Linked DNA regions of Urocitellus parryii: all the other regions are linked to region 1. Evidence: chromatin contacts called from public Hi-C data. All regions are on one chromosome and are shown on one strand. The core of a region is the stretch at or near the end of the contact, and the rest is flanking DNA. Distances in the headings are between cores, read along the strand shown.

The links. A called contact is a pair of places that touch in the nucleus more often than the background predicts.
Region 2: a Hi-C map of liver shows a contact between it and region 1, with 14 times the contacts expected there. The contact joins the promoter of Ctrl here to the promoter of C15H16orf86 in region 1. A contact is called at or near these places in 2 of 2 Hi-C or Micro-C datasets (liver and muscle).
Region 3: a contact with region 1 is called in a Hi-C map of muscle, with 4 times the contacts expected there. The contact joins the promoter of Ranbp10 here to the promoter of C15H16orf86 in region 1. A contact is called at or near these places in 2 of 2 Hi-C or Micro-C datasets (liver and muscle).

What each region holds. Positions count from the first base shown.
Region 1 is chr15:42,451,217-42,455,172 of mUroPar1.hap1, forward strand. It overlaps C15H16orf86 (chromosome 15 C16orf86 homolog), which reads left to right and starts at 2,302. Exons shown (of 5, transcript XM_026413239.1): 1 at 2,302-2,403; 2 at 2,634-2,857; 3 at 3,060-3,068; 4 at 3,242-3,459; 5 at 3,561-3,956. The coding sequence starts at 2,302. It overlaps Enkd1 (enkurin domain containing 1), which reads right to left and starts at 1,916. Exons shown (of 7, transcript XM_026413236.2): 1 at 1,673-1,916; 2 at 1,389-1,583; 3 at 553-725. The coding sequence starts at 1,808.
Region 2 is chr15:42,684,050-42,688,005 of mUroPar1.hap1, forward strand. It overlaps Ctrl (chymotrypsin like), which reads right to left and starts at 1,807. Exons shown (of 7, transcript XM_026413308.2): 1 at 1,719-1,807; 2 at 988-1,091; 3 at 817-896; 4 at 643-724; 5 at 308-488; 6 at 99-232; 7 at 1-17. The coding sequence starts at 1,773. Psmb10 (proteasome 20S subunit beta 10) reads right to left here. Exons shown (of 9, transcript XM_026413313.2): 8 at 3,712-3,863; 9 at 3,431-3,593. The coding sequence ends at 3,482.
Region 3 is chr15:42,579,493-42,583,448 of mUroPar1.hap1, forward strand. Ranbp10 (RAN binding protein 10) reads right to left here and starts at 2,251. Exons shown (of 14, transcript XM_026413229.2): 1 at 1,923-2,251; 2 at 1,029-1,140. The coding sequence starts at 2,157.

The DNA.
Region 1 (3,956 bases), core at 1,052-3,551:
CCACCATACCCCAGTCCCAGCCCCTGCCCTCCCTCCTATCCTCAGATAAATGTTGAAAGACCAGGGGGTATAGCTTAGTGGTAAAATACATGCTTAGCATGAATGAGACCCTGGGTTTGATTCTCAACACAACCACATGGCACACATTCGCACACACACAAAAACATTGGAAAGTAGCTTAGGTGGTCCTTTCAGATGTGGGTTCAGCTGACTTCTTGGCTTAAACTCATACTTTTGCCCCTCACAGTGAACTGTACCCAGGATCCCCACTGCTCACCCTCTAGTCTCAGAACATCTACCTGTAAAGTTCTCTTTCCATGGAATGTCCTCTCCCACACTTCCCTTGCCTAATTCCTACTGGACCCTCATGATTAGCCCAGCCATTACCACTTCTGCAGAGACCCCAGATATGCCTGCAGCAGTACCAGCTGTCCCTTAATACTTTGTTATCTTAATTCTCTGTGATTTCTTCCCTTCCCATAACTCAGATCACGGTATAATTTTGCCTGCTGGCCAACAAAGACAATATTTCTGGCTCCCTAAAACAGATACCTGCAGCTGGGCCTTGAGTCGGGACTCCACCTTGTCATACTTGGGTGACCGCCACAGTGCCTTCAGGGGCCTGAGCTGGCCCTGCTCCCGGCTGTGCTCTTGCTCTCGGAAGCGCTTCTGTATCTCTCTGATCCGCCTCAGATTTTCCTTCTCATGGTCTTTAGGGTCCTTCCCTGGAGAAAATATGCTGCCATGCTCTGCTCCATGTATAGCCCATGCAACCCAACTTAAACTAGATCTTAGTATAGGCCCATACCCTGCCTCCTGCACAAAGATATCCCTGGCTCTCCTGTCTGGGTTAGACCCCACACACATATTCCATAGCATCAACTTATGCCTTTCCTTCCTAACATAGTACATATCTCTTTGTTATTTTTTACATTTTTAACTTGTTATTGTTTTGTGACATCAAACCTGAGGTCTTGTACATGCTAGGCAAACACTCTACTACTGAGCTACATCCCCACCCCAGTTTTTTACATTTTTATAGTGAAGTATACCATTAATCATCTCACATATTACACTCATCTCTTGTTTATTGCCTCCCACCTTAACTTTATGATGACCCACACTTGTCCTTGATTTTGTTTTCCTAGTATCTATATGAATCCTGTTTCAAAGTGTTTCATTGATGCATGAATGCATGAAGCTAGGACTTCCTGGGACTATCTCATTCAGTCCACTCCTGCGAGGAGGTAGTTCATTTCCTACTCCTTTTATATTGGGGAAACAGATCTACAGGGGCAAAGCCAGCGTCCAGATCAGGGAAGAAGGAGCAGCTCCTTTAGATCTCCACTTTTGATCTCCAACTGCTGCTCTTTCTGGCTGGGACTTACTCTTGGGAGAAGCTCCTGGACAGAGGGAGATGTCTCCCAGTTGCAGCAGCACATCCCCCATGCCTCGTTGGCTACGCTCCAGGATTTCTCGGGCTCCGGGCCTGATGCGGGGGCCACGGGGAGGGGCAGCGTCCAAATCAGGTTCCGATGTCAGCAGGTCCAGCTTCAAAGCGGTTTCCTCGAGGCGTCCTTGGGCTAGGAGATGGGACCGGGTGGAGTGCGGGGCTCAGTTATGGGGTGGGGAATTCGCCCCACCGCGGCACGCTCTGCACGCTCCAACTCACCCGAGGCGGGTCGCCGGTAGTAGTCAGGGCAGAGCGTAGGATCTGGGGGAATGGGCCCCGAAATGCGGGACGGGCCTTCGCACATGCTGCGGTCGACGCCCTGCAACGGTGCACCGAGGCCTGCCACGCTGCGCATCTCCCGCCGGAACCCCTTTCCCTACCCCGGTGCTTCCTCCTTCAACCCAGACCCTGCAGCCAGGCCGTGCTTTCCACTTCCAATCACTCCCCCAGCTCCCTCCGCGGTCCTGGCCCGGCCTACCCTTGCTGCCTTTGCGACCCCGATTTTAGCCCACTTCTTTGCGGGTTCGCTGTCCCTCTCCGCACGCCCCCCGCGGGGACTCACTTGATCAGTTTTGCCGCCAGCTTCTGCAACCTGACGGGAGTTGCTGTTGCCAGGCAACAAATAGCTTTCCATCTCTGAGGTCAGGGGTCAATGATCTGGCGATAAGCCTTCTGGGGCTTGTAGTTCCAGCCGAATGGGCCGAACAGCCTTCAGTCCCATTGGGAGCTAGGCTAGGCTCTAGCCGCCTGGCGGGTTCCTCAGTCAACACAGGGTCCACCAGTCCAGCCCCTGGGCGCCCGCTCTCCTACCGCAGCAACCGTCGAGAATGCTCTGACCCATCGAAGCCATGGCCTCAGGGGCCGAGAGGAAGCCAGGGGCCCCAGAGGGGACAATCGCAGGGCTGGTCCAGGTTGTGGAGGCACCAGTTAATCATGCTCAGAGCCCTGAGGTGATGGTCCTGATGATCTGGCCATCAGCCTTCAAACATTTGGCCACGGTGCTCTGAGGGCGGAACTTTGAGTGATCTGACCCCCTAACTGCCAGTTCAGGCCTTACAGCGGAGGGGCCCGGGCTGGTGCCCTTTCTCTGGTGTTTGGGGGCTGATGTTGGGCATCGAATGGCTGATTCCTACATCTTTTGTTTGGCCATGGCAACTAATTACCTATGTGTTGCCTCTAGTGCTCAGTGATGGGAAACCAGTGCCCAGTGCCAGCTTATGAGGCCTGCAGTACCCAGGGTGAAGACGTGTGTCCAACAGGACACTGCAGAGAGCCAGAGCTCCAGGAGGAGGGGATCAAGCTGGAGGAAGAAGTGCTTGAGGCAGAGGCAGGAGACGAGAGAGGCCCCAGGCTTGGGGCCTCCATCGTGGGGCCCAGTCATGGACTGAAGAGGAAACCTATCAAGTGAGGAGGTTTTTCAGAGGGAAGGAACTGCAGGGATGGGGTTGAGCCTCAAACTTACCCCTGGAGAATTCCTAAATCCTGTACGGCTGTGGGGCAGATCCTTGTCCCCTGCCACTATCATCACTCTGCCTATTCTGTTCCTCAAGAGCTCTGGCATAGGGAGCACCAGCACCAAGAGAGATGGAACCTCCATGTCTTGAAGGGGAATGAGGTCACATAAGTGCTGGGACCCTATTGGGCCTGGGATTTCATTGACCAAGAAAGGGATAGCTTTATAGTCCTGGATTGGTGGGATAGGCGGGGCTAGTCCCTAGGCTCAAGGCAAAGGAGCCAGAGGCTGAAGGCTGCCTCTCAGGCCTCTTGTTCCCAACTTTAGTCTCCCAGCCTCCCAGGACCTAGCTACCATGCCCATCCTAGGACTGAAGCTGAGCTGCCACCAGGGATGCTGCTGCAGAGAGAGGAGCTGGAGGGCTGTCAGAATGAACCCTCACCATCTGCCAAACAGCACAAAAAAGCCAAGAAACGCAAAAGTCTGGGGGCTCCCATGCTTCCAGCTATAGCCAGCACTGTGTCTGCACCCCCAGAGACCCTGGGGCTGGAGCGTGAGTGGCAGTCCTTGGGCTTTCCCTTCTTTCCCTGCTTGCTGGAGCTGACATTGCACAGCCTGGCGCTCCAGCCCCTGTCCTGCCCCGGGTCCTTGCAGGAAAAGCTCAGCGCCTCCGGCCATTGTACCAGTATATCAACTATTGCAACCCTGAGCTGAACCAGGCAGGGGAGGAAGACAGGGAGGCTGAGGTAGAGCCTGAGTCAGAGTTGGCCCTGGTTCCTGAGGAGGCAGGTGTGGAGCAGCTGCAGGCCTTGCTCCCTGTGGCAGGTGAGCTGGGCTTAGGTCTCCCTTTGCCCTATTCCAATGTGTTAGTTCCCCCCACTCATGCCTTGGCTCCCCTGGGAGAGGAGGCTGGAGTGGAGCTTGGGGTTTTGCCCAGCTTGGGGATGAGTCGCCACCTCAAGGCAGAGGTGGATAAGTCAACCCAGGTGGATATCGACAAGATGCTGAGTGTCTGCACTGCTCCCCTTGTGCCCCCACTCTCCCCTCAGT
Region 2 (3,956 bases), core at 557-3,056, 230 kb after region 1:
GGGCCTCCAGAGTCACCCTGAGAGGGAAGAGAAGTCAGTATGACAGGTTGGGGAGGTATGCTGTGGAACAATGCAGAGGACAGAGTGCTTGTGCTCACCTGGCATGAAGAGGCACCTGAGGCACCTGCACAGATCATGGAGTCAGTGATACGTGAGCCCCAGTACTGCCGGCATTGATTCACGGTGACTAGAGGTAGAACCACCTGCTGCAGACGTGCTGGTGTCACATTGCCTGTGGGCCAGGAAGGGATGGTCAGGTTGGTCCAAGATACCTCCCTCTCCTCCTGTTCAGGGCCCAGGTTCCTACCCACGCCACTGAGGCGTCCCCAGCCAGTGGTGACACATGTGAGGCCTTGAGGCAGTGCCTCATTTGAGGAAGCCAGGCAGACTGGTGAGATGTAGGTTGTGTATCGTGCTGGTGAGGCAAGCTTCAAGAGCGTCAGGTCATTGTTCAGAGTGGTGGGGTTCCAGCTTGGGTGTGTAATAGCCTGTGGAGCAGGAAGGGGCCATGTAGGGCTGGGATGGGCACAGGTACCCATCAATGGTGCTGAGATGGATAGGCCAGGACATGCCTGAATTCTTTCCCAGAGGAACCCACCTGTGACCCATTCTTCCTTCCCATGCATGCAGCCAGGCACTTACCTTTGAGATGGATAGTACCTGCACAGGCTCGGTGTTAGAAGATCGGTCGTACTCACCCAGGACAGCAAAGTGGCGCCCAGGACTGCAGTAAGAGATTGGTTGGGCATACGCTGGGAGGGCAGAGCAAGAGAGGGGCAGCCAAGTGGGCAGAGCAGGTGGGGTACAAGTACTCACCTGACATTGCAGTGGGCAGCAGTGACTACCCAGTACTGGTTGATGAGAGAGCCACCACAGAAGTGGAAGCCACTGCCGTCCTGGAGTCAGGGGTCAGAGTTGGAGGTGAACTCAGATTATATGTAGGCATGAAGCACTCAGGACCCTACCCCACCCTCAGGGTGTATATACCTGCAGGGAAACCTGCCAGGGCCAGGAGCCTGGCACAGCATTCTCCCCGTTGACAATCCTCTGGCTGAAGCTCAGTGATGGTTTAATGGCAGGAACTCCACAGCCTGACCATCCGGTTGGTGAGAATCAACACCCCAGCCCACCTCTCCCCACCTGCTTCCCCTGGATGTCCCCAGGCTGTGTGCCCCAGAGAGATCCAAATCAAAAGGAATTGTCACTAGCCCTTCTTCCCCCATCAGCACTTTCTGGGCCTCCAAAGCTATTGTGGTTTACCCTCCATGCAATCAATCTCTATTCTCCCACATCTCTTCAACTTAGTCCCTCCTGTTCTCCAACTCACCCCTGTACTCCAGCCCAGGCTCTTTTTCTCCCTGACCTCTGGTGTAGTCTCCTTCCTGGCCCTCTACCCATCCAGGCCTAAACAGTTCATACCCCTCATGCAGCTTGTGGACTCTTTCTAAACTACACACCCAACTTTCACAGCTCAGCTTCCTAAGCCCTCCCAGGCTTGACTCAAGCTCCTGTCCCATTTGTGAGACCAGCTCCATCCCATTCTTTCCCACTTCTGACCCTGCAGGCCCCTTCCTGCTCCTTTGCCCTGGTCCATTCTTTTTCCTTTGCATACCTGTTCATCTACTTCCCTTCTATCCAGCCTGGTTCCTGGACTGGTGCTGGGATTCTGGGTTGCCCCAAACTGGGCAACCAGTCAAGGCTGCTCCTGGCCCACTTACCCCAGGAGAAGCCAAAGAGGATCAAGCCGAGGGTCAGCCTGAGCAGTCGCATCATGGTAGGTGTGAGGTTGAGAACTAGGCCCAGCTTTATTTATGGGTATCTTTGTCCTTGGGCCAAAGTCCTAGGCCTGAGACCAGGCCAGCTGTGCAGGCTCAGCTCACTCCCATGCTCTATTTAGGCCAAGGTCCCCTGACCCAGGCCTGGACTTATCAGAGAGACCCCCAGGTGTGAGGTTCTCACCTCCACCTCCCAAAGCCTGGCCTCTGATTGGCTGCCTGAAGCACCACAAGCATTGGGCACGGGTACAAGGACATATGGTGAAACCAGATCTATAGTGTCAACCTGGTGGCCAGGACCAGGGAAGCCTCCCATAGCTATCAGGAGACTAGGCTTTCAGAGAAGGCTGCTCAGAATCCAGGAGTGTTCTGAGTGGAGGAGGGAATGGTCAGCTGTGGCCAGCTTTCCTAGGGAAGACTAAGGAAGGAGGTTCTGGGGGTTGCTAGTCCTAAAAGACATCCTCTCAGGGATTCCTCATCCATTTGGAACAGGAGTCAAATGGTGACTCTCCCACCAGCATGAGATGGAGTGGGACACAAACCCTCATGTGTATGACTCTGAACTCCATATTCTTATTAAATATAAGCTGAATCCTTGGTAACTAGCAAACCCTGGACTGAGGTTGTAGCTAGAAGGGTGATAGCAAACAAATCTCTGACACTTCCAGGTACTGGGGCTGTCATGGGAAAACCCTGGAGTCTACATCCCATTTGTTACTGAGTTCCAGGCTAAGTGTGAACTCATGGAGAGAAGACTCCCCTGTGTGGAGTTGCAACAGGTTAAGTTGGCTGGTTTCCTTCTAGGGATGTGAGGGTTTTGACTGACTCATTTTGACCTCAGACCAAAAATAAGGAAATGGGTGGATAGAGGGATGGATGGATAAGAAGATACAGACAGAAAATACAACAAAATATGAATTATTAAATCTGTGGTAGGTATATGGGTATTCAGTGGGTATATGGGTATTCAGTGAAAATTGAAACTTCTTCATTTAAGGGGTGTGTCAAGTGCAAGGCTAAGGAACACTTGATGAGAGCTTGCCTCTGGAGGGAGTTGATCCTATATCAGCACTTATAGCCCTCATTGGGCCCAGGGTGGATCTGACTAAGACATGTGGGCTTTGTCCTGTTTCACTGATGAGCCAGGGAAAGGCTCTGGGTAGTGTTGTGATGAGGTCTTATGGGTTTTACAACGTTCCCCAGGGGCACCAGGCACAGTGGTGTACATCTATAATCCAGTGACTCAGGAGGCTGATGGAAGAAGATCACAAGTTTGAGGCCAGCTTAGTGAGACCTTGTCTCAAAATAAGAAAGGGCTGGGGATGAAGCTCAGTGGTACAGTGTTCCTAGGTTCAATCCCCAGTAGAAGAGAGGGCAAAATCAAGGCAGGAGTGGTGGGGGAGCTTCTGTGGTGTGGACTAAGAAGGAAAATTAGAAGGAAGAAAGGATGGAAGCTTTCTCCTCAAGGCTGCAATGTTGGCCAGGGCTGGGGTTCTGGAAAAATAGATGCCTGAGGTGATGGGTGATAAGGCCAGGCACTGGAGCTGTGGGAGGTAGTGGCTCCTAAAGGGATATCTTAGCCAGATCCCTGCTGGCTTCCCGTCCTGCTCCACCCAAGAAGACACAGCCATCTGTTTAGTCTGTATAGATGTTTTTATTTTCTGGGTTTATTCCCCCTTGTTCTTAGCTGTAAACCCCAGACAACTTCACTCCACCTCCATGGCCTGCACAGTTTCTTCTAGGAGCTCCAAGTTCAATGACTTCACTGTCTGGGTCAGAATGGCTGTGGTTCCAGGTGCAAAGCGGTAGCCATCAGGCCTGGGAGGGAGGAGGTAAAGCCTCTGAGCATGTGGCTTGTCCTCTTCTTGCAGCCCCCTTTTTCCATACCCTGCTACTGCCCAATCCTCCCCTGTGGCCCCACCTTCCCTGCTCCTACCTCTTTATAGGCTCTGTGGGCGAGCTCAGTGTCTGCAGCAGCTGGGCACCTGATGCGGTGATCACACATGCATCCACGCTGCCCCCAGAGCCCAAGTCACCCAGGATTCCTGCGGTAATAGCTTCCACCAGCAGCCCCTGTGCAGCCTCCAGCTATGGTGATACGTTTGTGAGGTTTAGTGGACCCTCTGGTGTTACTTCAGGCTCCAGCCCAGGGACTTTGTTAGATTTGAAGTCCAGACCAGA
Region 3 (3,956 bases), core at 1,001-3,500, 130 kb after region 1:
GGCCTAGCTCCCCAGAGTGTACATGAGAAGACTGGAGTCCCAAGATCTATCCAAATCCTCAGAGCCCTGCCAGGTGGGGGAGTTACAGCTTCCCTGAAGCAGGCTAGGCTCTTACTCTGGCAGTCCTACCCCAGCACAGTCCCTTGGGCAGGCATTTTGCACACACAAGGGAAACAGTTCCTAGGAGAGAAGAATTATTCTAAATGATAGGAAACACAAACTCAGGGTCAGCAAGGAGGTCACTGGTAGGGTTAACAAACTTCCCACACCAAACCTAAGGTCTGATGAAGAAAGTTTCTCCAAGGCAATTGCAGTCACTTTATTTCATAGTTTAAATACTTTAAACATAGCCACTGGAAAAAAAAGGAAGAGTGAGAGAAAAAAGAGATTGAAAAATGTCCCCTCTAATATCCTGTGTCTGCTTAAATCACCCTAAAGTAAGGAGTCTCCCTAGTGCTGACTTTAATAAGGACCTTCCTAAAGCTGGTCCAACTGGTGTTCAAGTCCCTAGACTGAAAAACAAGTTTATGAGCAGCAGGTCACCTGATTCTGACCATGTATATGCTATTTACCCTGAGATGACAGTGGCCACCATAGCTTTGATGAATGCTGCAAAGGCTCTATTATCCCTTTGAAGCATACTGGGGCCTCTACATGACTAAATCCCATAAAAAGGAAACCTGGGTGGGAAAGAAGGGAAGACACAAACATCATGCCCTGGTGGGAAAAACCTCATTCTGGACACTGAATTGTTAATGAAAACTTGTTACTTGTGTCCCTGATTTGTGAAATATGTGATTACATCATCACTAAAAAAAGTTCCCTGTTTTACCCACAATGTGCCTACTTGCTGTCAAGGCCCACTGCTTAGACTTGAACATTGCCCACAGTCAAGGGACAGAGGCAGCCCAGACCCAAGTGGCTTAGCAGATTCATATCAGTCATAAATGTCAGCCAGGAGAACCCAAACTCTGACCACAGAGAACAACCCAGTGTTGGGGACAAGAGAGTGGTAATGAGAGACTTACCCATCTCTTCCTTTGCTGACAATCTTTACTTCAAAGTAATAAATACCACAGGCAGCAGGTATGGGATGGGTGGCACGCACTGAAGCTGCATCTTTGTGATTTTTGCCATGACCTAAAGGGAGAGGGCAAGGAATAAATTTCAGCAGAAGGAAATAAAAATGGAAGGCTCATTCTCTCTGCTCCACGGTAACTTCACCCCTCACTGGCCAGAGTAAACCCTTATGCAGTCCAAGGAATAATTAAACAACTGAGTAAATAGATAAACCTCCCACCTTTGGCTCACCTCCTCCTGAGACTAGTTGCCTGACTGAGCCACATTCCCCCATAACAACAAAACAAGGGCACAGTCAATGTGGATCCATGTGAGAGATGCCTGAGTGCAACTGGCAGTCTCTCCACAATCCAGGCAGCCCACCTGAGACACCAGGGGAAGGAGGAGACAGACTAGGAAGTCATTCCCACCAACAACTTTAGCACAGAACCCCAGGCCCAGTCCGGGATGACTGACAAGCAGGCCAGTCCATGCACTACTGGCTAATGGAGAGGGATGTTATCGCCTCTTTTTGCCCGACTCCTGAAACAAAGTGGAAAAGGGCTGAACTGGAGTTGGAGACAGCCCAGGACAAGCAAGGAGGCCCTAAAGTGAAAGGTCCAGCTCAGAACTGGTTTAGACACCTGTTGCAGTTATTTTGACGTTGGGTGTCTCAGGGCTGAGCAAAGCAGGCAGTCAACCCTCGGCCTGGTCAGCTCCACCACTCTGGACACTCCGCAGGGACGAAGGCCTATCTTGGAGCCCCAAGGCAGATACAGGGACGTGATGCAGCAGAGGCCAAGCAACACAGCTGCCCTGCGGACACTACGGACTTATCCTCCTGGGATCAGACAGGCCGATACCTTTGTAGTGGACGCGGAGGTTGCCCTGGGAGAGGCCGATGTAGTTGTACTTGTCCTTGGGGCTCCAGGAGCGCGGCAGAGGCGTCTCGTGCTGGTTGACCGCGGGGTACAGGCGCTGCAGGCGCCGGCTCAGCTCCTGCTCCCCGGGGGATGGCAGCCCACCCGCAGCGCCCCCGCCAGAGGAGTCTCCTGCCTGAGGGCTCCCAGCTCCCGGGTCCGCCGTCGCCGCCGCCATCTTGGAGGGAGCTGCTATTGTGTCACTGGGGGCGGGGAGGAGCGCGACCAGATCCGCCCAGCTCAGCCAATGGCTCGCGAGCCTCCCGGGGCCTCAGGGAAACTGAGTCCGAGTCGGGCACTTCTCTTTGGACACTGCCACGCCTCACCACATTTTGGACTGCATCTCCCACAATGCAGAGCTCCACAGGGGCGAGCCAATGCGGGCTGAGAGGGAAATTCGGGAGATGTAGTACACACCTGCTCCGTCCTAAGGCTGTCCAGCTGAGACTCCAGGACCCCGAAAACTACAATTCCCGCAGACAAAGCGGCCTCCGGCCTCTCGGCTCTCCTTCCTCCCCTGTGGTCTCTGCTTATCTCCCTGACTCAATTCTGTCGCTAATGTCAAACTTGCTGTATTGACTGTCTCCCAGGGCACCCTGTGCCCATGTCGAGTCCACCCTAACTTCTTGGTCTTCCTCCGAGCCCGCGGTCGCTGGACTGGGGGCGTGGCAGAGGTCGGATCCCGCCCTCACCGCCGGGCTGCTGGGGCCTGGTCGCCATGGCAACAAGCTGTACACTCCCGCAGCTTCCCGGGCAGTGGGTGCTGGCCACACGCCTGCCGGAGGGTCATGGCCTCCCTGCCGTCGCAGCGCTACAGCTTCTCCAAGTCGAGGTAGGCGGTAACCCGGCTAAGGGCGGAGAGGATGGCTTCCAGAGAGAAAGATGACACCTGGTCCCGACCTCTGCAACACCTGCTGGCTTCTGTCCTTCGGGCTGGGGCTTCAGCCCGGCAGAATTAGTGGTGCAGAAGCAGTTAGAATTCTGGCTGACTTGTCAGTCCAGTGAGGACATTACGTGTCAACAAAAAGGCAGGATAACAAAAGGGCCGGCACACTTTACTATTAGTAATCACAACTATCTTGTATTGAACATTAATATGCTGAATGCTTTCTGTACCACGTATAACCCTCACAACACTTCTATGAGGTAGTTACATCACCATTTTAAAGACATCTAAGCCTGGAGAGCTCATATGTTTTACACATACTTATGAATGGTGGAGTTAAAATTTGAACCCAGGCTGGACGTGGTGGTGAAATCCTGTATCCCAGCAACCTGCAATGCTGAGGCAGGAAAATCACAAGTTCAAGGTCAGCCTGAACAATTTAGCAAGACCCTGTCTCAAAATAAAAAATAAAAAGGTCTGGGGATGTAGATTAGTGGTAAAAACATTCCTGGGATCAATCCCAACAACTCAAGAGGTTAAAAGCAGGAGGATTATAAGTTCAAAGCCAGCCTTAGCAATTTAGTGAGACCCTGTTCCCAAAATAATTTCTTTTTTTGGTACTAAGGCACTGTAATACAGTGGTACTCTACCACTAAACTATGCCCCCAGCCCTTGATTCAGTGGTCAAGTTCAATCCCCAGTATTCCCCCACCCCAAAAAAAAAATACATCCTCCCCAGCTCTCTTTAAACTTTGAGACAGGGTCTCACTAAATTACCAAGGCAGGCTGAAACTTGTGATATTTCTGTCTCAGCCTCCTTCAAAAGAAAAATTTTAAAAATGACTGGGAACGTAGTTCAGATGAACTCTCCTAGGTTCAACCCCCTATTACCCCCCGCCCAAAAAAATAAATAAATAAAATGTTCCAAGACTGAGCTTCTATATCTCAAACATGAGGATGACACAGCCCTCCTCACAGTCACTGTTGAAAACATTTAAGTAAAATATGGGAAGCCCTGCCACAGTTCTTATATATCTATAATATAATTCTCAATGCAGAAAAGCTTGACTGTGCCCAGACTCTAATCATTC